Regions from separate parts of the Oryctolagus cuniculus genome. Here region 1 is linked to region 2. A link is a contact called in public Micro-C data. All regions are on one chromosome and are shown on one strand. Each heading gives the region's core, a stretch centred on a gene start, on an enhancer-like site or on the middle of the called end of the contact. The rest is flanking DNA. Distances are from core to core; before and after follow the strand shown.

Region 1 (4,907 bases), core at 1,778-4,277, 240 kb after region 2:
AGCCTCGGCGCCAGCCCTCACCCTCTTATACTACCGGGTCGGCTTAAGTGTTGACAGCAGGTGATAATGGAACAAACCAAGGCCTTCAGCAATTAGGCGGTCCACCAAATGCCGCTGCAGATCTACTCGGCTCCCCACCACGAGACAGCAGCTTAAGACGTCGCCCCATGCCAGCAGGAGGTAGCTCCAAAGGCAGATCATTGTCCCTCTACCCCTCCTGGACTTTTGGGGCTAATGTAATCCCATACAACTCTTGCTTTATAAAAAACAAAAGGGGGCCGGCGCCGCGGCTCACTAGGCTAATCCTCCACCTAGCGGCGCCGGCACACCAGGTTCTAGTCCCGGTCGGGGCGCCGGATTCTGTCCTGGTTGCCCCTCTTCCAGGCCAGCTCTCTGCTGTGGCCAGGGAGTGCAGTGGAGGATGGCCCAAGTGCTTGGGCCCTGCACCCCTGGGAGACCAGGAGAAGTACCTGGCTCCTGCCATCGGATCAGCGCGGTGCGCCGGCTGCAGCACGCCAGCCGTGGCGGCCATTGGAGGGTGAACCAACGGCAAAGGAAGACCTTTCTCTCTGTCTCTCTCTCTCACTGTCCACTCTGCCTGTCAAATAAATAAATAAATAGAAAATAAATAAAAATAAAAAACAAAAGGGGGAATGTTAGTAAAATGGCGCAGTCTTACCTATGGTGCCATCTACACTCCGCACACCATCCTAGCTCTAGCCCCTGCAGCCACTGCTGGAAGCCAGGTGACCCCATGGCCCAACCTGCTAATTCCTGGAAGAGAAATATGAACGAAGAGTGGCTGCAGCCCAAGCACCAGGAAATACTGACCAGGAGGTGAGCAGGTGCAAGATCTTGAAGGCCAAGCTATGGAGTCGTGAACAGCAGGTAGCCTTCCTGAATGCATACCACTGGCCAGGGACTAGGCTAAGCCACCTGTGTACATCCACCCGCACTCTGGTTCATGCTGCTTCAGACGCTGAAACTGATATCCAGGAAAATGAAACAACACACCCAAAGAGCCACAGTGATGGAGTCAGGGTTCCGTAGGCTGTAAACACCTCGGACATAACCATATGGCTAACGGAACCAGCAAGGTCACAGTCAGATCCACTGTTCTCCCTACAAGTAACCCACACTGAAAATGTCTGCACTGGTAGCAATCTGATCTCTATCTATAATTAAGGTGCCACAGTACACACATTGAAGAACTCACTGAATGGACCCCAACAAAGAAGATGTGGTCATTAAATACTGGATTTTTTCCAATCTGCTTTTAAGTAGCATCAATAAGGTATGCAAGTAGTGCCATTTAAAATATCAGGGGGAAAAAGCTGGACGGATTTCAGCTCCAAATACAAAGGCCCCGAAACCACCGAAGGGGGAACTCGATCTGACCTCAACATACCGCGCACGGAAACCCCGGGGTGGCTGGGGGGCTCCCGGGAATATCTGGTTACGAGGGAGCCCCGGCACTGACCTTTTCTCGAGGAGAAAGATCAACAAGACTGTTCGATGGGACGAAGTCACTTCCTGTTAACAAGGCTTCTAACCCCGTACAAGAGAAAGAAGAAAAAGGGGCCAAGACCTCGGCTGGCTTTGAAGAGATGAAGCCCAGTTTAGGAGTTTGCAAAGAAAAAGAGCAGGAAAAAAAAGGAGGGATTGTTTAGAGGCCGCAGTCTGCCGGGCTGTGAGTCTCTCTGCTCCCAAGGGTACAGGAAGGTTGAAGGAATTGCAGAAATGGGCCGCTAAGAACTTGACTTTTTTTTTTTTTTTTTTTTTTTTGACAGGCAGAGTGGACAGTGAGAGAGAGAGAGACAGAGAGAAAGGTCTTCCTTTGCTGTTGGTTCACCCTCCAATGGCCGCCGCACCGCACTGATCCGATGGCAGGAGCCAGGTGCTTCTCCTGGTCTCCCATGGGGTGCAGGGCCCAAGCACCTGGGCCATCCTCCACTGCACTCCGGGCCACAGCAGAGAGCTGGCCTGGAAGAGGGGCAACCGGGACAGAATCCGGCGCCCCGACCGGGACTAGAACCCGGTGTGCCGGCGCCTAGTGAGCTGCGGCGCCGGCTGACATTCTTCTTAAATATTTTTTATTACATTCCTTTTACAAACACCCACAACACCCAGGAGATATGGAAGAGCAGCCTACTAGCTAATCCGAAGTTCACGTCCGCCGTGGCTTTTCGGACTACCCTACCAGCCCTGTGTTCCATCTCCTTCAAGCGCTCCCCTTGCTCCTGCCCGCACCCCGCAGAACAGACTTCACTGAGCGCTGCCATAGCCCCAGGCGCACCCTACTGAGGCCACCTCCTCGGCCAGCGCCACCCACCACCATCACCGCTGCACCGCCCGCAGCTGCCCGTGCTGCCCGGAACTCGGGGCCGGGGGAAGGACGCCCCGTGCACTGCGCCGTCCTGCAGGTCGGCGCTGCAGCCGCAGCTCACGGGCAGTCTATCCTCACCGCCTAGCATTCCCAGCGCACAGTGGGCGCTGAGCAACACGGCTCGCCAGGGGACAGCGGGAGAGCCATCGGGATGACCGTTTGACAGAAAGCCGGGAACCGGCGGACACGGCTTCTGAGCGCTGGGCGGCCGGGAAAGCACCTTAGTGCCCACGGTCCGGAGGGGACACGTTCCCCCAGGCGGGACAAGGAGCTCTCCCACGAACCACCTGAGCGCAGGCAGGTCCAGCCTAGCGGGCCTGAGAGCAAAAGGCCCAGAGAGGGTCATTCCTGTCCCCCACGGGGTCAGAGGCCCGGTTCGGGGCCCCCTCTCCCTCCTGGGGCTGCCTTCAGCCCTTTCCAGTCCGGCTGGGCGACTCCCCAGAGGCAGGAGTAGGAAAGAGGCCGGGGCGAACGTCCGTGCCTGCTCCAACACCGGGAGGCCTGGGCAGACTCGGGAGCCGGGCTGCCCCGCGCGCGCCCACGGGCGTCGGCCATCTTGGTTCCTCTGGGCTTCCGTAGGTCGGAAACGCATCAGCGCCCTAAGGACCCGGGAAGGCTAGCAGTACCCAAAACTTCAAATCACGCGTGGGATACGAGCCTCGCACCCACTAACGCCACCCCGCCGCCTCCCCACGGCGACCACCGCTTACCCCGCCCCCGACGCCGGCGCCGGAAGTGCTGTGCGCCGACGTCACTTCCGTCGCGTTTCTGGGCGGCGCCAAGATGGACGCTCCGTGGGCCCGGGAGCAGCTCCGGCGGCGGTACCTGCTGTCGTCGGACTCCGCGGTCCCGCGGGACGGCGAGGGCGACGCCAGGCCGGGTGAGGCGCGCTCCGAGCCGCGCCGAGGTTCCCCCGGAAGCGGCCGGCTCCACGGGCCTCCCGGAGGGGCCGGGTTTCATTTCTCGGCTACAAAGTAGTTTTTGCAAGTCGGGTATTTAATGTCACGAACGGGAGGCTCACGCAGCCTTGCACTTCTTAGTCCCGCTTCAGCATTTCTGGGAGCGCCTGTGAGGAGATAGCCGTTAAAAGTCTTTTTTTAAGAAAAATTCGGAGTGAAGGTGTCCACCCCAGCATCTCTTAGTAGCAAACGACTGGGGACACCCGATTTGCCGTCGGTGCGAAACTGGTGAAATGAGACCGCCCCTGTCCGTCCGGGGCACGCGGGCAGGCGTCCGTGTGCCGGCTGTGGCCGATTTCCTCAGGGAGATGCAGAGTTGCGTGTGCTGCGTTCACCGGGAGGCCACGGGATGTGCTAGAACGCAGTACAAGTGACAGTGGAGGTTGCCCCGGGCTGGCTGGGGAATTGGGGTGAAGGTCGGGGCATTTCGTTTTAGATCTTTTGGCCCGTACGTTGTGAGCTGGGTCCACGGCAGCTTTGGTTTCTGCATTCTGGGTGTGTCCCCAGGGTCTCTGTTAAGATCAGTTTGCGTTTGCGGGCATCTGATGGGTCTGCTAAAGGCCCAGGCCCTGCGATGGGCACCTGCGGTTCTTCCTCGCAGTGAAAAAGGGCAGCTTGTTAATCGCCATCTGACCCGGCCCAGCCCCCCAGTCTTGCCGAGGAAGTCCCAGGTGGAAGAAGGGACTTGTTGGCACCTGTCTGGACCGCCCTGCGCCGGCCTGAGAGATGTGGCGTGCCTTTCCCATGTTTGAGCTGACTCAAGAGATTACGTGTGTTTAAAAATAATTTAGAGGCCGCCACCGCGGCTCACTAGGCTAATCCTCCGCCTTGCGGCGCCAGCACACCGGGTTCTAGTCCCAGTCGGGGCGCCGGATTCTGTCCCGGTTGCCCCTCTTCCAGGCCAGCTCTCTGCTGTGGCCCGGGAGTGCAGTGGAGGATGGCCCAGGTGCTTGGGCCCTGCACCCCATGGGAGACCAGGAGAAGCACCTGGCTCCTGGCTCCTGCCATCGGATCAGCGCGGTGCGCCGGCCGCAGCGCGCCGGCCGCGGCGGCCATTGGAGGGTGAACCAACGGCAAAAGGAAGACCTTTCTCTGTGTCTCTCTCTCTCACTGTCCACTCTGCCTGTAAAAAAAAAAAAAAAATAATAATAATTTAGATGTGACAAGTCCATTTTGTGCTCTGATGTTTATCTCTGCTTTTTTTTTTTTTCTTAAGACTCATGACTTCTTAACTTTCACTCAGGTGAAACCTAGTTTGAAGAGCTGTACACTGTGAATAGCATCGTTATTTCCAAAAGACTGACAATGTGGACGTTACCTGCATTGAACATGTTTTATGCAGCCTCCTATTGGTTTGTTCTGCATCTATATTTTTTCTGCATTATGCGATGGCATAATGATTTTACAGAGCGATTTGGTGCTGTAAAGGGAGAGACTCTGCTGTTTAGAAAGAGCAGGGAAATTGACTTAAAGTAGGTGTGATCTCCCCGGAAGTTCTGGGAACTTAGTTGGGATTTTATTTGCAGGCGCTTCCACAGCTGCCGAGAAGAAGGAGAAACCCC
Region 2 (5,244 bases), core at 2,252-4,751:
ACAAGAGCCTCCTGCTGTGTCCCCTCTTCCCCTGAACACCCTGCTCAATTCCTCTCGGTTCCAGCCGTAAAGGTCAGGTTACCCCGTCACTGTTTCTCGCACTGCTTTGCACAGCCGGCGTAAACCAGTTTCTGGCAGGTGGAGACTGACCAGACGAGCCGTAGGCACACAAAGGAGGGTCCAGGCTCACAGATGACAGCTGGAACCGAATCTGCGCCCTCCCCACCCCTCCCGGAACCAAAAGTAGGAGGACACGCAGGAGCAGAAGAGTTGGATGGCTTTATGCAGCAGGCGGTCTGAGGATGACGGCATCCGGTGACTGAACGTGTCCTCCTTCCAGTCCACGGGGGGTCTTGCTGCAGGCCCCGTCCTGTTGATGCATCCACATCTCTACTTCTTTCCCGACCCCCGCCCCCCGCCCCGGGGAGACAGCTTTGGTCTTTACCCCATCTCCATACGAAGCCTTTCTTTTCCCCAAAAACGCAGCGGCAGCACCGGGCAGCAAACCTGACTTTTTGGTAACAGAGGTTGCTGTTGTCGGAGCTTCATCTGAGGATTCCAAAATCATTTTCAGAACAGTGTGCAGCCAGGGAGTCTGCTGGACGAACAAGGAAAACACAATTTCTGTGCTGCTCCGCGGGGGCAGTTTGCGGCACCCACCCTCACCGCTTTTCTCCTGCATTCCGGCCCTGCTCCGGCTTCGTGGGTGTTCACAGTTACGAGTCCACTGACACCTGACGTTGTCATCTTGCTGTTTGGGCTTCAAAAACAAAATGAACGTCACATGCCTATACTCCGCTCCCTGGGAGGTGCGGCGGCCTCAAGGTCTTCGCGACTGTTCTAAGGATGTCCTGCCCTTGTGTTCACCTGCGGCTGCACAGCCTCAAGGGCTGAGCTCGCCCGGGTCTCACGCCCGCCACAAGCTCTGCTCTCACGGATCCAGACGGAAATGTGGGCCTCTGTCCTTACCTTTCTGCTCCCCCGAACCCAACCCAGCCAAACGGCATTCATACGAGACACTGCTCGCAAAAGGCCTGGTGTGGCTCAGCCTCCCTCGCACTCAAAGCCTTTCCCAGTCCCAGGCTTTCCTGACCCCTCCCTGGCTTCTGGCTCCCTCCTTCTCCTAACCCGACCCCTTATTCATTATGCAGGGCAATTTCACTCTCTTTCCTTCTGCTCTGCCCCAGGCTCACCAAGCAGAGCCAAAGACTTATTACCATCTTTGTGAAACAAAGGGCCATTTATGCAAGACAGAATTCCTGGCAGGGGTTCTGCCATTTCTTTCTCTGGAGGTAAAGCAAGATGTATGGAAATGGACTTCCTCATCCAGGAAGGATGATGGAGCCACACTTTGGCTTTCACATAATCTTTTCCTTCTACTTTTCTGGGTAAATAAATATTGCTATAAGCCTCCTTGACACCCACCTCTGAAAAACGTGTTTCTTTAACATAGTGGATTGCAAACTTTCAGTCTGAGAACGACTTTACACTTAAAAGTCATCGAAGGCCCAAAGCAATTTTTCTTTGCTAGATTTTTATGTATTGATATTTACTATATTAGAAATTAAAACCAGGGGCTGGTGCCATGGCTCACTTGGTTAATCCTCCGCCTGCAGCGCCGGCATCCCATATGGGCACCAGGTTCTAGTCCCGGTTGCTCCTCTTCCAGGCCAGCTCTCTGCTGTGGCTGGGAAGGCAGTGGAGGATGGCCCAAGTCCTTGGGCTCCTGCACCCATACGGGAGACCAGGAAGAAGCACCTGGCTCCTGGCTTTGGATCGGTGTAGCTCCAGCCATAGCGGTCATTTGGGAGGTGAACCAATGGAAGGAAGACCTTTCTCTCTGTCTCTCTCTCACTAACTCTGTCAAATAACAATAATAAAAAAAGAGATAGCATTAATGCATTCACGAGGGGGCAATCCCCAGGACCATGTTATTTAAAATAAATAAATAAATATAAGAAATTAAAACCCAAACCCTAAGTATTTATTCATCTAAAATCATAATAAACATATCACATATTACCATAAATGATCTTTTTATGAAAAAGACAGTTTCCAAAACAACTAAAAACTTGGTGAGAAGAATGGCATTGCTTTATATTTTTGCAAATCTCTCTGAAGTCTGACTTACTAGAAGACAGGATGTCTGCATTTAGTTGGCTGTACCATCAGTCTCTGGAAAACTCCACCAGTCCAGGGGACTTCAAAATGTTCACGGAAAATGGGATGAAACAGTAATTTCACTTTGGTGCAAAAAAACTTTGAGGGGCCGGCACTGTGTTGTAGAAGGCTACACCTTTGCCTGCAGTGCTGGCATCCCATATGGGCACCGGTTTGAGTCCCAGCTGCTTCTCTTCTGATCCAGCTCCCTGCTATGGCCTGGGAAAGCAGCGGAAGATGGCCCAAACGCTTGGGCCCCTGCACCCATGTGGGAGACCTGGATGGAGTTCCAGGCTCCTGGCTTCAGCCTGGCCCAGCACCCACCATTACAGTTATTTTAGGATTGAACCAGCGGATGGAAGACCTTTCTTGTCTGTCTCTCCCTCTCACTGTCTGTAACTCTGCCTTGCAAATAAATAAATAAAATCTTTAACAATTTTTGAAATGCACGCACACCTTTTTTCATAATACACATTTCCACGGACTTTCGTCATACCTGCGTATACAACTGATGAGAAAACAAGAGTGAAAACGAAATAACATCTTAGAATTATGAAAATAATTTATCTTGCTGTCCATTGAAACTGCTGTTTCAATACACATTCCATTTGTGCCTCCTATTTGAGGGGGAAAAACAACAACAAAAAACCATCTGGGGCTGGCGCTGTGGCATAGCTGGTAAAGCCGCTGCCTGCAGTGCCAGCATCCCATATGGGTGCAGGTTCGAGTCCCGGCTGCTCCACTTCCAATCCCGCTCTCTGCTATGGCCTGGGAAAGCAGTGGAAGATGGCCCAAGTGCTTGGGCCCCTGCGCCTGCATGGGAGATCGGGAGGAAGCTCCTGGCTTCAGATCGGCTCAGCTCCAGCCACTGCAGCCATTTGGGGAGTGAACCAGCGGATGGAAGACCTCTCTCTCTCTCTTTCTCTCTCCTCTCTCTCTCTCTGCCTCTCCTTCTCTCTGTATAACTCTGACTTTCAAATAAATAAATAACCCTTAAAAAAAAAAAAGATCCAACCAGTGAGATCTTGAAACTGAACCATGACCCAATAAAGCCTCATACACTGACTTTCAGGAAAAGCTGACCCGACGCTACGCTGAAAAACCGTACATTAAGGGTGAACGGAACCCCGCGGCAGGAGTCCCTCTTTGAGCTGATAAATTTCAAACCTGCTCGGGGGACACCGCTCCCAGGCTCCTCCCGCCACAAATAGCAAGAGTGATGGGAAAACACCACCAACTGCATGGACGGCCCCTCTCTGGGTCCAGCAACGTCAAAACACTCTCCACGCGTCGTCTCGGTTAACCCCACACCAGCCCCAGGCAGGCGCGGAGGAGCCTCGCAGGGGAGCGGGTGGCCGGGCCGAGGGGCGAGGGGCGAGGGCTCCCTGCCTGTCCGGCTCAAGACCCGAGGTCAAGGCTGGCGCGTCCCCGCGTCCGGCCACCGAACCGCCCACGCCCCACCAGCGGAGGAGCCGGGACAAGGCGCCGAGCCTTTCGGCTTCCTCATCTCGCTCCCGGGATCCACACCCCGCAGCGTAACTGGAGCTCAGCGGGGTTCTCTGAGCTAAAGGGGCTCCGATGAGCTCGTGGTGGGCACGGGGACGCACACGCCCCCAGGCCCAGGCCGGAACCTTTCTCCTCTCCTCGCGATCGACAGGCGGAGGCCGGAACCTTTCTTCTCGCGTCGTCGTCGCCGGGCGGAGGCGTGCGCCGCCGGAACGGTCCTCCAGCGGCCGCGGTCGCCGGCTGCTGACGTGAGCGGAGCGGGCCGAGTGTAGGGGCCGGTGGCTGTTGCTGGTCGCTATGGCGGTGGACATCACGCTGCTATTCCGGGCCAGCGTCAAGACCGTGAAGACGCGGAACAAGGCGCTGGGAGTGGCAGTCGGCGGCGGGGTCGAGGGCAGCCGCGACGAGCTCTTCCGCCGGACCCCCCGGCCCAAGGGTGACTTCTCCAACCGGGCCCGCGAAGTGGTGAGCTGGTTGCTATGGAAACGGCGGGGGGCGGACCCGCGATGGGGGACCCCAGACCTCAAGTCGCTGTCAGCGGGAAGGGGTCCCGAGCGGGGAGCAGGGAGGGGTGGCCCCAGGGCGCCGACAGCCGTCTTGGGAAGGGAGCAGCCTTGTTTTGCTGGGGTGGGGGGGGGTGGCCCTAGAGGCGCCGTCCGCGGGGCTCCAGGGTTGCTTCGGGAGGTGACGAGTTCGCCGTCACTCAGAGCTGGACGCGGGCGAAGCCTCCCACGGGGCCTCGCTGGCGGCCGCAGCGTCCTCGTGGGTGGGTGGCGAGCGTCCCGCGGCGCTCGCTCTCGGTGCTGCCCGTCGCGGGAGGCAGGGCTCGGTGGCTGCGGAGCGCGGTTAGGATCGTCTCTGGCGAGCAGCGTGTGCTCCCACGCGTGGCCGCGACCCTCTGCGTGCTCCGTCGTGCAGCCACGCGTCTCCCTGAGAGCGGGAGCCGTCTGTCGACGGGCTCGGCTCAGTAAAGGTTCGCTGGATGAATGGCTGCCGGCGTAAGCGGCGAGGGTGTGTTGGCCTGGTTCACTCTGTAAGCTTGGCGCCCAAAGCTCATACGGTTCCATGTACCCTCTTGGAGAAATAAAGTTAGAAAACGGAGGGTCAGGAGTTTGGAGGGCGCAAGGGAGGGTCCCTGACGCAGACTTTCCTTAAGGTCGCGGTGAACCGCCTGTCTTGGCTCACACCCAGCACCTCGCGGTCGAGGTATTTTCAAATGCATGGGTAGCGCATCTGTTAGCGAGGGGCAGCTTGCAGCAGCTTTTCAAACATCGGAAGGGGGATTGGAGCGGATGGACGGACGCACGCGGTCGGCAGACGTCTGTGTTGCGCCTGCCTCCCGACCAGCGCTGTACAGAGCGGTGGGAAGGGAAGGGAGCGGCAGAGGAGCGAGGCGTGCGCGCCTGGCCCAGCGCTAGCCCTGCAGGTGTTCCGCGGAGCACAGAGAGCGCTCACTGCCACCTGTGCGCCTGCGGAGGCTTCCGGGGCGGTGACGCGCCTGCAGCAGGTCTCCGGGGAAGAGGGGTTGGCGAGCAGAGAAGGTGGGGAAGGGCGTCTTGGCTGAGAGCGGTTTGCAGA

The links. A called contact is a pair of places that touch in the nucleus more often than the background predicts.
Region 1: a contact with region 2 is called in a Micro-C map of ear pinna, with 3 times the contacts expected there. The contact joins the promoter of TMEM128 here to the promoter of STX18 in region 2. A contact is called at or near these places in 2 of 6 Hi-C or Micro-C datasets (ear pinna and an unstated tissue).

The regions. Positions count from the first base shown.
Region 1 is chr2:4,860,276-4,865,182 of mOryCun1.1, forward strand. TMEM128 (transmembrane protein 128) reads left to right here and starts at 3,028. Exons shown (of 5, transcript XM_002709352.5): 1 at 3,028-3,266; 2 at 4,872-4,907. The coding sequence starts at 3,170.
Region 2 is chr2:4,624,671-4,629,914 of mOryCun1.1, forward strand. It overlaps STX18 (syntaxin 18), which reads left to right and starts at 3,502. Exons shown (of 11, transcript XM_070069566.1): 1 at 3,502-4,131. The coding sequence starts at 3,964.